Linked DNA regions of Cricetulus griseus: region 2 is linked to region 1. A link is a contact called in public Hi-C data. All regions are on one chromosome and are shown on one strand. Each heading gives the region's core, a stretch centred on a gene start, on an enhancer-like site or on the middle of the called end of the contact. The rest is flanking DNA. Distances are from core to core; before and after follow the strand shown. Region 1 holds the start of Nfkbia (NF-kappa-B inhibitor alpha). Region 2 holds the start of Prorp (mitochondrial ribonuclease P catalytic subunit).

Evidence for each region. Hi-C and Micro-C count contacts between places; a contact is called where the count stands out from the background.
Region 2: a Hi-C map of the CHO-S cell line shows a contact between it and region 1, with 12 times the contacts expected there. The contact joins the promoter of Prorp here to the promoter of Nfkbia in region 1. A contact is called at or near these places in 6 of 8 Hi-C or Micro-C datasets (the CHK-Q cell line, the CHL-YN cell line, the CHO-K1 cell line and 2 more).

The regions. Positions count from the first base shown.
Region 1 is chr5:146,909,590-146,917,166 of CriGri-PICRH-1.0, forward strand. It overlaps Nfkbia (NF-kappa-B inhibitor alpha), which reads left to right and starts at 5,370. Exons shown (of 6, transcript XM_027419690.2): 1 at 5,370-5,676; 2 at 6,216-6,324; 3 at 6,656-6,866; 4 at 7,140-7,228; 5 at 7,351-7,577. The coding sequence starts at 5,450.
Region 2 is chr5:147,134,291-147,141,825 of CriGri-PICRH-1.0, forward strand. It overlaps Prorp (mitochondrial ribonuclease P catalytic subunit), which reads right to left and starts at 5,065. Exons shown (of 8, transcript XM_027419694.2): 1 at 4,920-5,065; 2 at 3,124-4,387. The coding sequence starts at 4,097. Ppp2r3c (serine/threonine-protein phosphatase 2A regulatory subunit B'' subunit gamma) reads left to right here and starts at 5,194. Exons shown (of 13, transcript XM_027419700.2): 1 at 5,194-5,403. The coding sequence starts at 5,346.

The DNA.
Region 1 (7,577 bases), core at 4,120-6,619:
CTCCCACAGACAGCTCAACTCCAGTCCCAAAGGGGATCTGATGCCCTCTTCTGGCCTCTGTAGGCAGTGCATACACCGTGGCGCACACAGACATACATTCAGGCAAAACACCCATATACATACAATGAAAATAAAACAAAAACAAAACAGAGACTTTGTTTTGTGTTGACCAACTACTCCTGCCCTGGAGTGTGGCTAACATACCAGTGACACTCCATTGAAGAAAACTGATTTTCCCTTTGCCAGCAGGAACTGATTGCAAAAAGTTTCTTGGTTGAGGCTGGGACCTGGTGTCCCCTTCCCCTCTCAGTGCTGGAACTGATTGATTGATTGATTGATTCATTCATTCATTCATTCATTTTGTGTTTTTGGAGACAGGATTTCTCTGTGTAGCCCTGGCTATCCAGGAATTCACTCTGTAAACTAGGCTAGCCTCAAATTCAGAGATCTGCATGCCTCTACCTCTGAGTGCTGGGATTAAATCAGCTTCAATTCAGTGTGATTTTGAATTATTACACATGGTAGGCCAGTGCCTTATCTGTGAGTTATATTCCCAGGCACCTTTTTACTTATTATTCTGATGCAGGGTCTCACTAGTCCAGGCTGGCCATGAACTCAATGGTAGTCCAAGCAGGTCTTGAACTTTTGATCTTCCTTCTTTGGGCCTCTTGAGTAGCTGGAATTACAAGCCCATGCCACCAGACCTGGCTGTGTGGTGTCTTAAAAACTGGAAAACTAAAGCCGGGCGTTGGTGGCACACGCCTTTAATCCCAGCACTCAGGAGGCAGAGGCAGGCAGATCTCTGTGAGTTTGAAGCCAGCCTAGATAGAACAGCCTCCAAAGTCACAGAGAAACCCTGTCTCGAAAAAAAAACAAAAAACAAAACAAACAAACAAAAAAACCCTGGAAAACTGCACATCCATATTCGGGGTTATTTTTTGGTTGTTTGTTTCTTTCTTCAACAAATGGGAGACAAACTGAACAGCCAGTACAACAGAGGACCATGGCCTAACCTCAAAGTGAGTGAAGTAAAGGAGGTGCGACCCACCTTCCGGACCCTCCTGTGAGACCTGCCTGGCCTCCGTGGGTAGGTGCTGGAGGCTGACATCCTCCAAGGCTTTGATCTCCATTACAATTCAGGATCTGAAGCAAAGGAAGCCCACTGAGGTTTTGGCTGTTTATTTTTATCTCAGTGCAAATGGAAGTCCTGACAGCTGCCTTTCTGTGGGAAAAGATACTTGGCTGGGGGTGGGGTGGGGATGTAGGGGTGGGGGTGGGGGTGAGGGTGGGGTGGGGTTTCCAGCGTCTGACCACAGAAGTCTGGGTTAGAAACAGAAGGCACGTTTGCATTCATACGGCCACAGCAGCGCTGGGCATAGAGCATGCCTGCCATGCTTGCTCTTTAGGTCTCCTGCCCCTCTATCCTCCAGCCCAGCGGCTCTGCGGAGGGATAGTCTCATTCAGGAGTTCTACTGTCTGAGGACAATTTAGGACTAATTGGCCAACTGACACTTGCCAGCCTGCCCATAGTAGGGAGGGGGGCGGCACAGAAGAAGAGAAAGGTTGGAGGCCCTGGTTGAACTTGTGAAGAAACCCCATGAAGATAGAAGATTGAGTCTCACCTGGGAGGATTCGAGAAGTCTCATCTGCCTGGACAATGCCCCTTACCTATGGGGTTGCTCAGTCCACAAGTCCCAGTGCGTCACTGGTCACCTCCTGAGGCTGCATCCTGGCCTAAAGCACTAAGTTGCTACAAGGTACAACTTATTATCTTTGCATTCTGCATTAAAAAGAAAAAAAAGTGTGAAGTATGTGTTTGTTATCTTTTCAAGGAATCCTGGGGTCATTTCCTAGCACTGTACCCACAAACACAGAGCCAGGGCTGGGCTTAGTGGCATACAATTGCAATTCCAGCACCCAGGAGGCCAAGGCAAGAGCCTAGAGCCCAGCTAGAGCCCCATGGTGAGACCTCATCTCAAAAAAAAAAAAAAAAAAAATTATATAAAGTATTAACATCTTAAAAGTTGTTAAACTTAGATAAAATGTTTGACAATGAGAGAAAACTGAGGTGCAGAAGGGTCCACAAATTCAGTGCTGTAAAAGCCAGACACTTTCATTGACTAGTATCTTCCCCTTTTGTGTGTCCACACCCAAACCTGCTTATGAGTCTGATATTCTTTTCCCCCGAGTTGTAACCTTTGTTGACTTAAGCTATCTTGAGCTGTACTTGCTGGGGAGAATACCTGTCGGCTCACTTTATTCAACACCATCTCCCTGGGATGCAGGTAAACAAAAGGTACCTCCTTGGGAATTCCCAGGGAGGGACAAGTCATCCAGGCTCAGCACCTCCCAAAGTTTCAAAGGGTTTTGCCAAAACCCAGAAGGGCCTGAGCCTGACTTCCACCACTAGGTGTCACACTAAACAATACAGAGGTAGATCACAAGGCCTCAGGTGGTGGGGACAGGAAATCTCAAAGGACACATAAACACACATACTCCTTCATTTTTACACTTACAGCCCCAGATCATCCTCTGATGTACCTTTTATAGCCGGGGCTTTGAGTTCACAATGGGGTAAAAAAAATTTTTTTACAAAGTTTAATTTAGGATACATTGTTTAAAATAATATAAAATTTAATTAAATTTGAGGATACATTGTTTAAAATTAAACATTAAAATAGGATACATTGTTCAAATTTTTTATTATTTAAAAAATATATGTGCATGGATGTTTTGCCTGCATGTATGTATGTATACCACATTTGTTGCCTGGTGCTAAAAGGTGTTGGATCCCCTGGTACTGGATTTGCAGGCTACTGTGAGCCACCTTGTAGGTGCTGGGAATCAAACTCAGGTCCTCTACAAAAGTTGCCAGTGCTCTTAGTTGCGCTGAGGCATTGCTCCAGCCCTTGCTATCCATTTTTTTTCTTTTTGGTTTTTTGAGACAGGGTTTCTCTGTGTATCTCTGTCTGTCCTGGAACTCACTCTGTAGAACAGGCTGGCCTCAAATTTGGAGATCTGCCTGCTCCTACCTCCCAGCCACTCTGATGCCACTGCCAACACCACCACCTGGCTCCTGCTATACATTTTGAAGAACTAATCTCCAGATGGAAAAACATGTACCCTCTACTTTACATCCCAGGTGGAAGAGAAAATACTTTTTTGGAGGCCTGGGAGGAGGGGAAAGGGCTTTTCGAGACAGAGTCTTATGTTGCCCACATTGGCCTTGAACTCAGCTAAATACTTTGAGTATATTCCAAATTATACTATATTTGGTCTCATTTTTACAAGGTGTTTCCAAGTGTTAACATGACATCCACTTTAGCAAAATGATTACTATATTGTGGTAGAAATTAGACAAGCTGTCATTGGGTGCCTGGGTAAATTTCTAGGTATTTTGTCTTTCTCTTTAGGGAAATGGAAACAATACCTAGCTTACAATATTAATTCTGAGAACTAACAGTGTGATGCATAAAGGGCTGGGATTCCTCCAAAAATTTATACTGTGATTTTCCAAAAGCCCATGCTCATACTTCCAAAGCAGAGCGGGGCATGTATTTGTAGACAAATGATACAATTTTGAAGCCACAGAGTATCTCAAATATGTCAGGACTGACAGTCTACAGCTGCAATCCCAGCACTGGGGGGTGCTGAGGCAGAAGTCTTACCAACAGATTAACCTGGACAACCAGGTTTCAGACCAACCTGGGGCTACAATGTGAACCCTGGCTCTAATTATCTCATGGGCACAAATCCAACCCCACTACTATAAAAGCAAGCATACCACATACACACAAAAAGGCAAATGGCTTCTCCCACTAATGTATTTAATGAAAGACAGAGCCTGGAATTGAGATCTCCTACTTACAATCAGTCTCACTTGGCCTCAATAATTGTATATGTGCAGAGCAAGCCTGCAGGGTTGATGAACAGAACTCACTGGGAAAGTTTCATTTTAACATGGGATCCTTACTATCTGGAGGTTTTGTTTTGTTTTTTCATGGATTTTACATCTTTCCCCCAGTGTCCTCACATCCATATACTGGGGAAGGGGATGGAATTATGAAGAGAAAGGAGAGTTGGTATATGGCTCATCAAGAAAAAGATCAAGTCTCACCAGAAATCTGAGGAACTACAGAGGCCTCTTGGGTCTGTTTCTGACAAAGTCTGACCCAAGGTGCCTTACTTCTCCTGAGCTAATTCTAGAGGGAGTTGACAGATTGCAGGCTCCTAAGTGGAGAAGGGGTGAAAGCAGATATTCTATTTCTGCAGGTAAAACTAGTGCATCACAGGACCAAATCCCTTTCTCTGGGGAGTAGCTACCCACAATGCTGCCTTCCCTGGGGAGCAAGGACCCTGGAAGAGCCAGCAGGGTTCAGATGTGGTCAATGTGAGGACTGCCTTGAGCATCCTACAGGATGCCTTGCAGCTACTTTCTTAGCTATAATTAAGGGCCAGCCTTGGCTAAAGTACTAAGCCAGTTGCTCCGCTAGGCACTCACCATAAACTCAGACTCCATTCTCTGCAGCAAGTGGTAAATCTGACACAAGAACTCAACAGTTACTGTTGCTAGGAAGCTACAACTTCTACTGCAAACACTACTACACCTTGCTCTACTTTTTTTAAAAAAAAAAATGTGGTTTCTATTTAACACTTTTTCCATACATAGCTAGAGTTCGCCCTCCCCCAGGAGACAAGATTATCGAACCCTATTTAATATTCTAGGGGTTCTCCAAGCGCTTGGGTGTTTTTAATGTCAAAGCTTCCCAGCTTCATGGGGTGGGGGTGAGGGACGGCCAAATGTCCCTGCAGTGCCTAGAGCCTGGAATGGGCAAAACACAGACGGCCTAGTGACACTCATGTCTCCTTCCTCGAAGAAATTTATGAGAAGCGAATCCCTGCAGTCAGCCAGCATTTCCACTCGTGGGTTTTCAAAAGATCAAAAACCGGAAAGGACCTGCAAATTGGCAAATCGCTAAGAGGAACCGCCCAGCGGGTCTGCGTCCTTGGGATCTCAACAGCTGAGGACCCCACATCCAATCGACAACGGTGGGAAACCCCAGGGAAAGCAGGGTTCTTGCAGAGGCCTGGGGTTACTGAGTGCAGGCTGCAGGGAAGTACCTAGAGGGAGGGGGCCTGGTCCGGAGGACTTTCCAGCCACTCAGGGCTCATCAAAAAGTTCCCTGTGCATGACCCCAGTGGCTCATCGCAGGGAGTTTCTCCAATGAACCCCGGCCCTGGGTTTAGGCTTCTCAGTCGAGGACGAGCCAGTTCTTTTTCTAGTCTGACTGGCTTGGAAATTCCCCGAGCCTGACCCCGCCCCTGAGAAATCCCCTGCCAGCGTTTATAGGGCGGCGCGGCGGCGCTGGCGAGCCCACAACAGTCGCAACTCGCCGCCCAGCCGCCAGCAGCTTGCAGCTCGCAGCCCCGCACGCAGCCCCGCGCAGCCATGTTTCAGCCAGCCGGCCACGGCCAGGACTGGGCCATGGAGGGCCCGCGGGACGCTCTCAAGAAGGAGCGGCTGGTGGACGATCGCCACGACAGCGGCCTGGACTCCATGAAGGACGAGGAGTACGAGCAGATGGTGAAGGAGCTGCAGGAGATCCGCCTGCAGCCGCAGGAGGCGCCGCTGGCCGCCGAGCCCTGGAAGCAGCAGCTCACGGAGGACGGAGACTCGTAAGTGGCGGCGGGCACGGGCGGCGGGGTCGCGCGCGGGAGGCCTGGGGTGGGGTGCGGTGGGGACCTGCAGCGCGCTCGGGGCTCTGCACGGAGGGAGCACGACGGGGCTCCCGGGGATGGCGAGCGCCCAGGTCGCCTGCCTCCCCATCCCATCCCCCTTCTCCTCCCCTGCCAGGGACCCGGCGTAGCCGAGCGCAGGCCGGGGGCGGGGCGGGGCGGCCGCGGGGACGCCAAGTCCCGGCCTGGCAGTTGTGCGCGCAGCCGCCGGGCGCCGCGCGGCCGCGAGGGGAAGTACAGGGCGTTCCGGGCGGCGGAGGGCGGGCCGGTCTGGCCGGCGCCCGCCCGGAGGGGGTGGGGCACGGAAAGTCCCTGGGCCCCTGCCAGGAACACTCAGCTCATAATAACCTCGCGGAAAACACCGCGGCCGCGGCCTCCAGAAACCCCGGCCTTGCGCAATCCCCCGCAGCCCGCGCCTCTTGGGGGCCCCCACGCAGTGCGCTCACCGCCCCTCGGGGGCTTTCCCTGTCATCCCTCAGGTTCCTGCACTTGGCAATCATCCATGAAGAGAAGACTCTGACCATGGAAGTGATTCGGCAGGTGAAGGGAGACCTGGCCTTCCTCAACTTCCAGAACAACCTGCAGCAGGTGCGCGCTGCCCCAGCCGTGCCCTCTTTGACCTGGTGGTGGAGTTGGATGTTAGCTCAGTCGCCCCCAAAGTGTTTCTAAATTAATAGTCACTGAGCCCTTATCTGCCCTGGCCTTTTACATTCAAATTAGCCAACATCTTAGAGCTTGAAGAAAATCCCAGGGGTTTGGTGAGGTCTTTACGACCCAACTGGGGCTTCATGTTTGCCTGGTCCCCTGTAGCCATCAGGGAGGAGCAGAATTCACAAGGAGTTGTCTGGGGTTCAGGAAACTCAAGACTATGGATTTGCTCCATGACTTATCCCCGTTCTGTTTCCTCTTCCGTTTGTAGACTCCACTTCACTTGGCTGTGATCACCAACCAGCCAGGAATTGCTGAGGCACTTTTGGAAGCTGGCTGTGATCCTGAGCTCCGAGACTTTCGAGGAAATACCCCTCTACATCTTGCCTGTGAGCAGGGCTGCCTGGCCAGTGTAGGAGTCCTGACACAGACGTGCACACCTCAGCATCTCCACTCCATCCTGCAGGCCACCAACTACAATGGTAGGTCTATCAGTCCATCCCAGGACACAGAGAAGGGAGAGGTGGGCCCACTTGAGTCTAGGCTAGAGCCTAAACTCTCAACATAAAACGTTCAGACAATATGGACTTTAAAAAAAATCCCTTCTTGATGTCCTTATAATAATGTTCAGTCAAAACTCAAATTCTGAGTTCTTAAGAATTGAGGATATTTGTGGTTGTCCCATAAGAAAATAGGGCACGAGTTGTGTGACAATTGAAACAAGTAGTTATATTTTTTGTCTCTTATTCCTCTAGGCCACACGTGTCTGCACCTCGCCTCCATCCATGGCTACCTGGGCATCGTGGAGCATTTGGTGTCTTTGGGTGCCGATGTCAATGCCCAGGTGAGTGCAGTTCCCTTCTAGTTGGAGCCAGTCAGGTTCCTCCTGAACTCTTCCAGACTTGTTCTTACTGCAAGTGGATTTCCAGATGTGGCCTTAAACATGTCTGATTGCTTTGGTTTCAGGAGCCCTGCAATGGCCGGACAGCCCTCCACCTGGCAGTGGACCTGCAGAACCCTGAACTGGTGTCGCTCCTGTTGAAGTGTGGTGCTGACGTCAATAGAGTGACCTACCAAGGCTACTCCCCCTATCAGCTCACCTGGGGCCGACCAAGTACCCGGATACAGCAGCAGCTGGGCCAGCTGACCCGGGAAAATCTTCAGATGCTGCCCGAGAGTGAGGATGAGGAGAG
Region 2 (7,535 bases), core at 3,815-6,314, 220 kb after region 1:
AAAAAAAAAAAAAAAAATTACTACTACTAATAATGAAATAAAGGATCATTCTAAAAGGAAGAAATCTATTATATAAAAACAAAAGGTGCAAGAAATCAGAGAAACATCACCCTTTACAATTGCCACAAACAACATAAAATACCTTGGGGTTACACTAGCCAAACAAGTGAGAGACCTGTATCACAAGAACTTTGAGTCTTTAAAGAAAGAAATTAAAAAAGATACCAGAAAAATGAAAGGATCTCCTATGGTCTTGGATAGGTAGGATCAACATAGTAAAAATGGCAATCTTGCCAAAAGCAATCTACAGATTCAATGCAATCCCCATCAATTCTTTACAGACCTTGAAAAGACAATTCTCAACTTTATATAGAAAAACAAAAGACCCAGGATAGCCAAAACAACCCTGTACAATAAAGGAACTTCCAGAGATATCACCATCACTGACTTCAAGCTCTATTATAGAGTTATAGTCCTGAAAACAGCTTGGTATTGGCACAAAAATAGACAGGTAGACCAATGGAATCAAATTGAAAGCCCTGATATTAACACACACACCTATGAACACCTGATTTTTGACAAAGAAGCTAAAATTATACAATGGAAAAAGAAAGCATCTTCAACAAATGGTGCTGGCATAACTGGATGCTGGCGTGTAGAAGACTGCAGATAGATCCATGTCTATCGCCATGCACAAAATTTAAGTCCAAATGGATCAAAGACCTCAACATAAATCCAGCCACACTGAACGTCTTAGAAAAGGTAGGTGGTACCCTCGAACAAATTGGTACAGGAGACTGCTTCCTGAATATAACACCAGTAGCATAGACACTGAGATTGACAATTAATAAATAGAACCTCCTGAAATTGAGAAGCTTTTGTAAGGCAAAGGACACAGTCAACAAGACAAAACGGCAGCCCACAGAATGGGAAAAGTTATTCACCAACCCCACATCTGACAGAGGACTGATTTCCAAAATATACAGAGAACTCAAGAAGCTAGTCACAAAAACACCAACTAATCCTATTCAAAAGTGGGGTACAGAACTAAATAGACAATTCTCAATAGGGGAATCTAAAATGGCTGAAAGACTCATAAGAAAGTGCTCAACATCCTTAGCCATCAGGGAAATGCAAATAAAAACAACTCTGAGATACCATCTTACTCCTCTCAGAATGGCTAAAATCAAAAACACTAATGACAGTTTATGCTGGAGAGAATGTAGAGAAAGGGGAACACTCCTCCACTGCTGGTGGGAGTGCCAACTCGTACAGCCACTTTGGAAAACAGTATGACGACTCCTCAGGAAAATGGGAATCAGTCTACCACAAGATCCAGCAATTCCACTCTTAGGCATTTACCCAAAAGAAGCACATTCATACAACAAGGACATCTGTTCAACTATGTTCATAGCAGCATTACTTGTAATAGCCAGAACCTGGAAGCAACCTAGATGCCCCTCAGCTGAAGAATAGATGGAGAAAATGTGGTACATTTATACAATGGAGTACTACTCAGCGGGGGTTGGGGGGGTGAGCAATGGAATCTTGAAATTCACAGGCAAATGGATGGATCTAGAAGAAACCATTCTGAGCGAGGTAACCCAGTCACAAAAAGACAAAAATGGTATGTACTCATTCATATATGGATTTTAGACCTAGAGCAAAGAAATAGCCTACAATCCACACTGCCAGAGAAGCTAGGAAACAAAGAGAACCCGAAGAGAGACATGCATGGGCCCCAGAGAAGGGGAAAGGGACAAGATCTCCTAAGCTAGTTGGGAGCATGGGGGAAGGGGAGAGGGAGTTAGAAGAAAGAGAAGGAGAGGAGGGGAGAGGAGGACATGAGGAAGCAGGAAGAGTGAGTCAGGGGAAGAATAGAGGAGAGCAAGAAAAGAGATACCATCATAGAGGGAGCCATTATAGGTTTAAAGGGAAATCTGGCACTAGGGAAATGTCCAAAGATCTACAAGGTTGACCCCAACTAAGAATCTAAGCAATAGTCGAGAGGCTACCTTAAAAGCCCTTCTCTGATAATGAGATTGACGACTACCTTATATGCCATCCTAAAGCCTTCGTCTAGAAGCTGATGGAAGCAGAAGCAGACACCCACAGCTAAACACTGAGCTGAAACCTGGAATCCAGTTGCAGAGAGGGAGGAGTGATGAGCAAAGGGGTCAAGACCAGGCTGGAGAAACCCACAGAAACAGCTGACCTGAACAAGGGGTTGTTCATGGACCCCAGACTGATAGCTGGGAAACCAGCATGGGACTGTTCCAGACCCCCTAAAGGAGGATGTCAGTTTGGAGGTCTGGGTAATCTATGGGGCCTCTGGTAGTGGATCAGTATTTATCCCTAGTACATGAATGGACTTTGGGAACCCATTCCACACAGAGGGATATTCTGTCAGCCTAGACACACAGGGGAGGGTCTAGCCCCTGCCTGATGGTAAGACAGACTTTGAAGATTCCCCATGGAACGCCTCACCCTCCCTAGGGAGCAGAAAGTGGAGGGGATGGGGATTGGTGGGGAGCAGGGGAGGAGAGAGTGAAGGAACTGGGATTGACATGTAAATGAAGATTGTTTCTAATTTAAATTTAAAAAGGAAAAAGAAAAAAAAAGATTATAAAAAAGATCAATTGGATATTAAACTTTAGACTCACAAAGACAGAATAGATAATAGAGGATTTTCTTGAATTTTGCCAAATACAAGTAGACAAAATAAAAAAAAAAATAACAAAATATCCAGTCTCTTTTAAAAAACAAAAGGTGCTGTATAAATTCCTTTTATAAGACGAGTAGAGACTAAAACAAATTATTCTTATGACTTTCTTAGGAGAATTATTTTGGGGACTGGAGAGATGGCTCAGCAGTTGGGAGCACTGAATGCTCTTTCAGAGGACCTGGGTTCAGTTCCCAGCACCCACATGGCAGCTCACAACTGTCTGTAACTCCAGTTCCAGGGAATCCAATACCTTCACATAAAATAAAGTTAAATAAATTATTTTTTAAAAAGCATAATCTGAATAAAATGAGTCTTGGCAGCTAATAAACAACAAAGAAAAAGGGTACACTTTTAAAATATAGGTACTGAGATAAACACATACACAAAATCAAAATTACCTTTCAAACCATGTTTTTATACTATGTGCCAATGACTCTCCAGGAAACATTTGATTATTCCTTAGATACAAAAGAATGTCCAGTAGTTTGTTTGAATAGTGATCATCATTTATGTGTTTGCCAAAATCAAAGAAGGCCTTTAAAGTGTCCAACAGAGGAATGAGATTATGATCTATCAATTCCTGATACAAACTCCAAGCCAAGTTCACATCTTGATGAAAGAGGGCTCCCTGTATACAGTCATTGTAGTTCTTTTTTGAAGGGATCGTGACTTTCTTAATCTCTTCTAACCGCAGCAAGGCCTCTCTCCATCTGTCTGAGTGGATCAATCCCCGGATGAGAATGCTGTTAGCCCCAGTTTCTAAACACTTGTACTTGGCTTTCATGATTTCATAGACATCAATAACTTCTGATGTCTCCTTATGATAGACACAGAGATACAAATACTTGACGAGTAAATTATACCCTACAATGCCATTGTTCTTTGCTGCTACCCATGCCAGGAGAGACTTAGCTACATCTACAGAACTACGGTTTCGTACCATCTGTGAAATGACCTTATCTTCAAAACTGATCTTCCCTTTGAAATCTTCTTTAAGTTGATCCCACTCTTCAGAGTTCAAGGGTGTAGTTGGAACTTCAATAGTGCCTCTCTTACGTGACACGGCATGATCTCTCTGCTGCAGGTTGTTATTTAAGTGTGCCCTCTTCTTGGCTGCTCCAGCAGCAAAATAATGATCAGAAGAAACTTGCCTACTGCTGTCATTTTCTTCCTTGAGTGTTCTAGTCTTGGCAACCAGCAGATTTATTGCTTTGCTATTTAGAGGGAATGTGGTTTTAACACAAAGCCATCTGTGTTGGTTCCTGGTAACCCCGAGAAATAAAGAGACAGGAGAGGTCGCAAGGCCCAGCTCAAAGCAAGGGGTGCTCCTCCAAAGTTTCTGAATGTTCCGAAAACCTAACAAATAGGTCATTCTGCAGTGCGTTGAATGAGGGTTAAAAACGAAACAGCTCCACTCTGCGATGGAAAATTAAGAGACTGGAAGTTGACGATAGTTGAAGCAGAATTCTTAAAAAGGAGACTTTTTGTTTGTCCTTTACAAACACATCAAGATTATGCTTTAGGAGTGATTTAATAGGAAGGAAAGCACACAGTTCTCTCCATTAAACGGTGATCCTGGGATCTCCAACACCAGTAGCAATCTCTAAACCAGAAAGACGGAATGGGAATCCTGAGGTGCCTGTTAAATTCCAATTTTCGAATCTGAGGAAAAAGCACAAAAAGGGCTTCCTAGTTGACTCATGTGAATCACAAGGTCCTGAAGATGGGCAAGATACCAAGAAAACTAGAACAGAGAAATAAAGTAATAACCTTGACCAGGTACCACCAACCATAACCCCACCGGCAGCAAGAAAAAACAGTCTCCGGTCCCTTGCTCTTTACATTTTCTCCAGGCCCTAAAACGCCTGAGAGAGGAGGGATAGGGGGGACGCAGCATAAACACCACAGGGAAGGATTAGAGTCCAGAAAGAGCTTAGACTTAACTGTTCGGAGGACCGACAAACGAAGCTCACTGCATTCACCAACTCACCACGCCACGCATGCTTACAAGTAACCATAAATGCGGTGAAAACTACAATACCCACAAGGCACCGCGCTGAATGAGCCGCCAGGGCCTGAATGGCTTGATGGCAGGCGTTCTATTGAGCCTGACTAGATAAACAGAAAAAGAAGAGTAATTTTGAAGCTTTTAGTATCCAAGAGGGCTAGAGACGGCTACGGAAGCTTATATTACATCTTGGAGACTGTTAAGGCTTCCAGAGCGAGAACAAAATGTGACGAAAGTGCTTTTCTCAAGTCGGAAAACCCAATGGATTCCTGCATCCGGTGATGCGCACGCGCCAAAGGCCCACGACCCTCACGCGGGTTTCTCGCTGGTCCTTAAGATCAGATTTGGTGAGCTGGGATACTCCCATAAGAAGGATGATTCTTCGTCTGTTTCTTGTCTGCTTTTCGCCCCTGCTAGCGTGACCTCTGTATCCGGAATAGATACAGCATTCGGGTTTTGCCTCTGTGGCCAACGCTTCCGCCCGTGTCCAAGATGGCGTCCAGGCGTCCTTCCTAACTTCCTCCCGCTTTGGTGGCGTCTGACGTCGGAGCTGGCAGTGGGTGGAGCGGTTAACAACCCGCTAATGTAGGGTCCTCTGAGCCAGGGTCAGACATGGACTGGAAAGACGTGCTCCGCCGGCGTTTGGCGTCGCCCAACACGGATCCAAAGAGTGAGTTCGCGAGGGACCGCCCGCCAGATAGCCCGCCCTAGGCCAGAAGTGGCGGTGGGGGGATGGATGGGGAGGAGGAGGAAGTGCGAGTGATACTTTCCGCGTCTGGTAAACTTAATCTGACAAAGGAGTCTGAGCGGAGTGTGCTTTAGGGATCCGCCGAGGGGTGGCCCAAACTTCCCTGGTAAATGACCCACAAGGAACCAAAAGCGGAACCGTGGCACCCGTTTGCCTCGATCTTAGGCTTATGAGGAGGAATAACTGACAGCCTTGGCTCCCTTCGATCTTACCAAGAAAGACCTATATATAATTCGTTCTTACAGCTTCCCACCCGCCTTGACACAGGGTGTTTGACTTACTGACCCCTCCTTGCCTCAGTTTCCCGAGTGTCTGCAGCCTTTTAACTCTTACTTTTCACTTAGCCCTCTATTTTAAATTTCATTAATCCGTTTTACATTGTTCGTTCGTACCCCGGTCCTTCACACTTGCTTGTCAGTCAGTCTGGCTAAATTCTTCAGTTCGATACCAGCACCCGGGCCGCTGAAATGGACTAAAGAGAAACAGCGCCGGGGCTAGAGAGATGTATCAGCCATTAAAGGCTAGGTTCACAAGCAAAAAGAAAAACAACCATGGTGAGTTCTCACTTAGAATCCATGCCCACTAAGCTAAAGGATGTGTTTTAGTCGCATCAGCAAATTTCGACTTCCACACTTAATTCCTCTCATCTTCCCAAGCCTCCAGTCCTCCCTCTCCAATCGATGAGCATATGTGTGTGTGTGTGTGTGTGTGTGTGTGTGTGTGTAGAGAGAGAGAGAGAGAGAGAGAGAGAGAGAGAAGAGAGAGAGAGAGAGAGAGAGAGAGAGAGAGAGAGAGAGAGAGAGATTAGAAGCAATTAAAGTAGAACGTCAACTCTTTCCAGTTACCATTTCTCTCAGGTGTTAGGTATTTATCCTTACACTCAACCTTCACCTTTAATTTGAATTGTCACCATAAAATTGTCACCAGGCAGTGTGGTGCAGGCCTTTCTTTAATTGGGAGGCAGAGTCAGGTGGATCTCTGGACTTCAGCTAGAGTTCCAGGACGGCCAGGGCTACACGGAGAAACCCTGCCTCTAGAACAGAACAGTCTGTACTACTACTTAAGCCCTCCAATCTGTCACTAGATTAAATTCCCTTTCATATATTCAGTGGCTTCTCTTCAATTTTATCCCCTCTCTCATACATTATCAACATGACCACTAACAAACATGTTGTAATAGCCTGCATGGATCTAAGTGTACCATGTTTATGTGGTGCCTGCTGAATGAAAATGGGGAAAAATGAAAAATGAAAATGAGGAGGGGCTTTTATTGTAGAAATGAGGGAGAGTTTGTCCAGAGGCATCTGGAAGGCTCTAGACTGAAGATGGCCAGCAGAATAGACGGAGCCATGAGAGGGGAGCGAGAGGAAGAGGTAGAGAGAAAAGAAACGGGGGCCAGACCAAGAGTGCACAAGGGATCCGAGAGCAAAGCCAAGAGTGCATAGCCAAAAAAGGTGATTTCTATAGAATTGGAAGCTGGAGGAAGGGAAGCCCAGCCCCTTGGCTGGAGACCTTTAGGGTAGGGGCGGGTTGAGAAGTGCCACAGGTACTGACTGGGTAATGCCTAGGGAGCTGTCATGCATCAGCCTTGAAATGTTAATGGGCACCTTTGTTAGTCATTTATCCCAAGTTTCTTTGAGACCTAACACCTACAGAGGCCAAAAGAGGGTATTGTATCCCCTGGAACAGGTGTTAAACATGGTTGTGAGCTGCCCTGTGGGTTCTGGGAAACAAACCAAGCCCTCTACAAGAGCAGCAAATCTACTGACTTTTAACTATTCTTAAACCTACTGAGTCATCTCTCCAGCCCCCTCCAATGTTTGCTACATTTCTCTTCACTTTTACTAGGAATACTACTACTGAGCCTGAGTGTATAGCAAATTATCTAGATTGTATGGATAGTATTAGTAGCTCCTACTCAAGGCTGTTGCCATCAGTGTAGTAGATCCTATCCATGTGCTAAATCTCTTTTGCCTGCACAAGGATGTATTCTTTTTTTTTAAGATTTATTTACTGAGCTGGAGAGATGGCTCAGCGTTTAAGAGCACTGACTG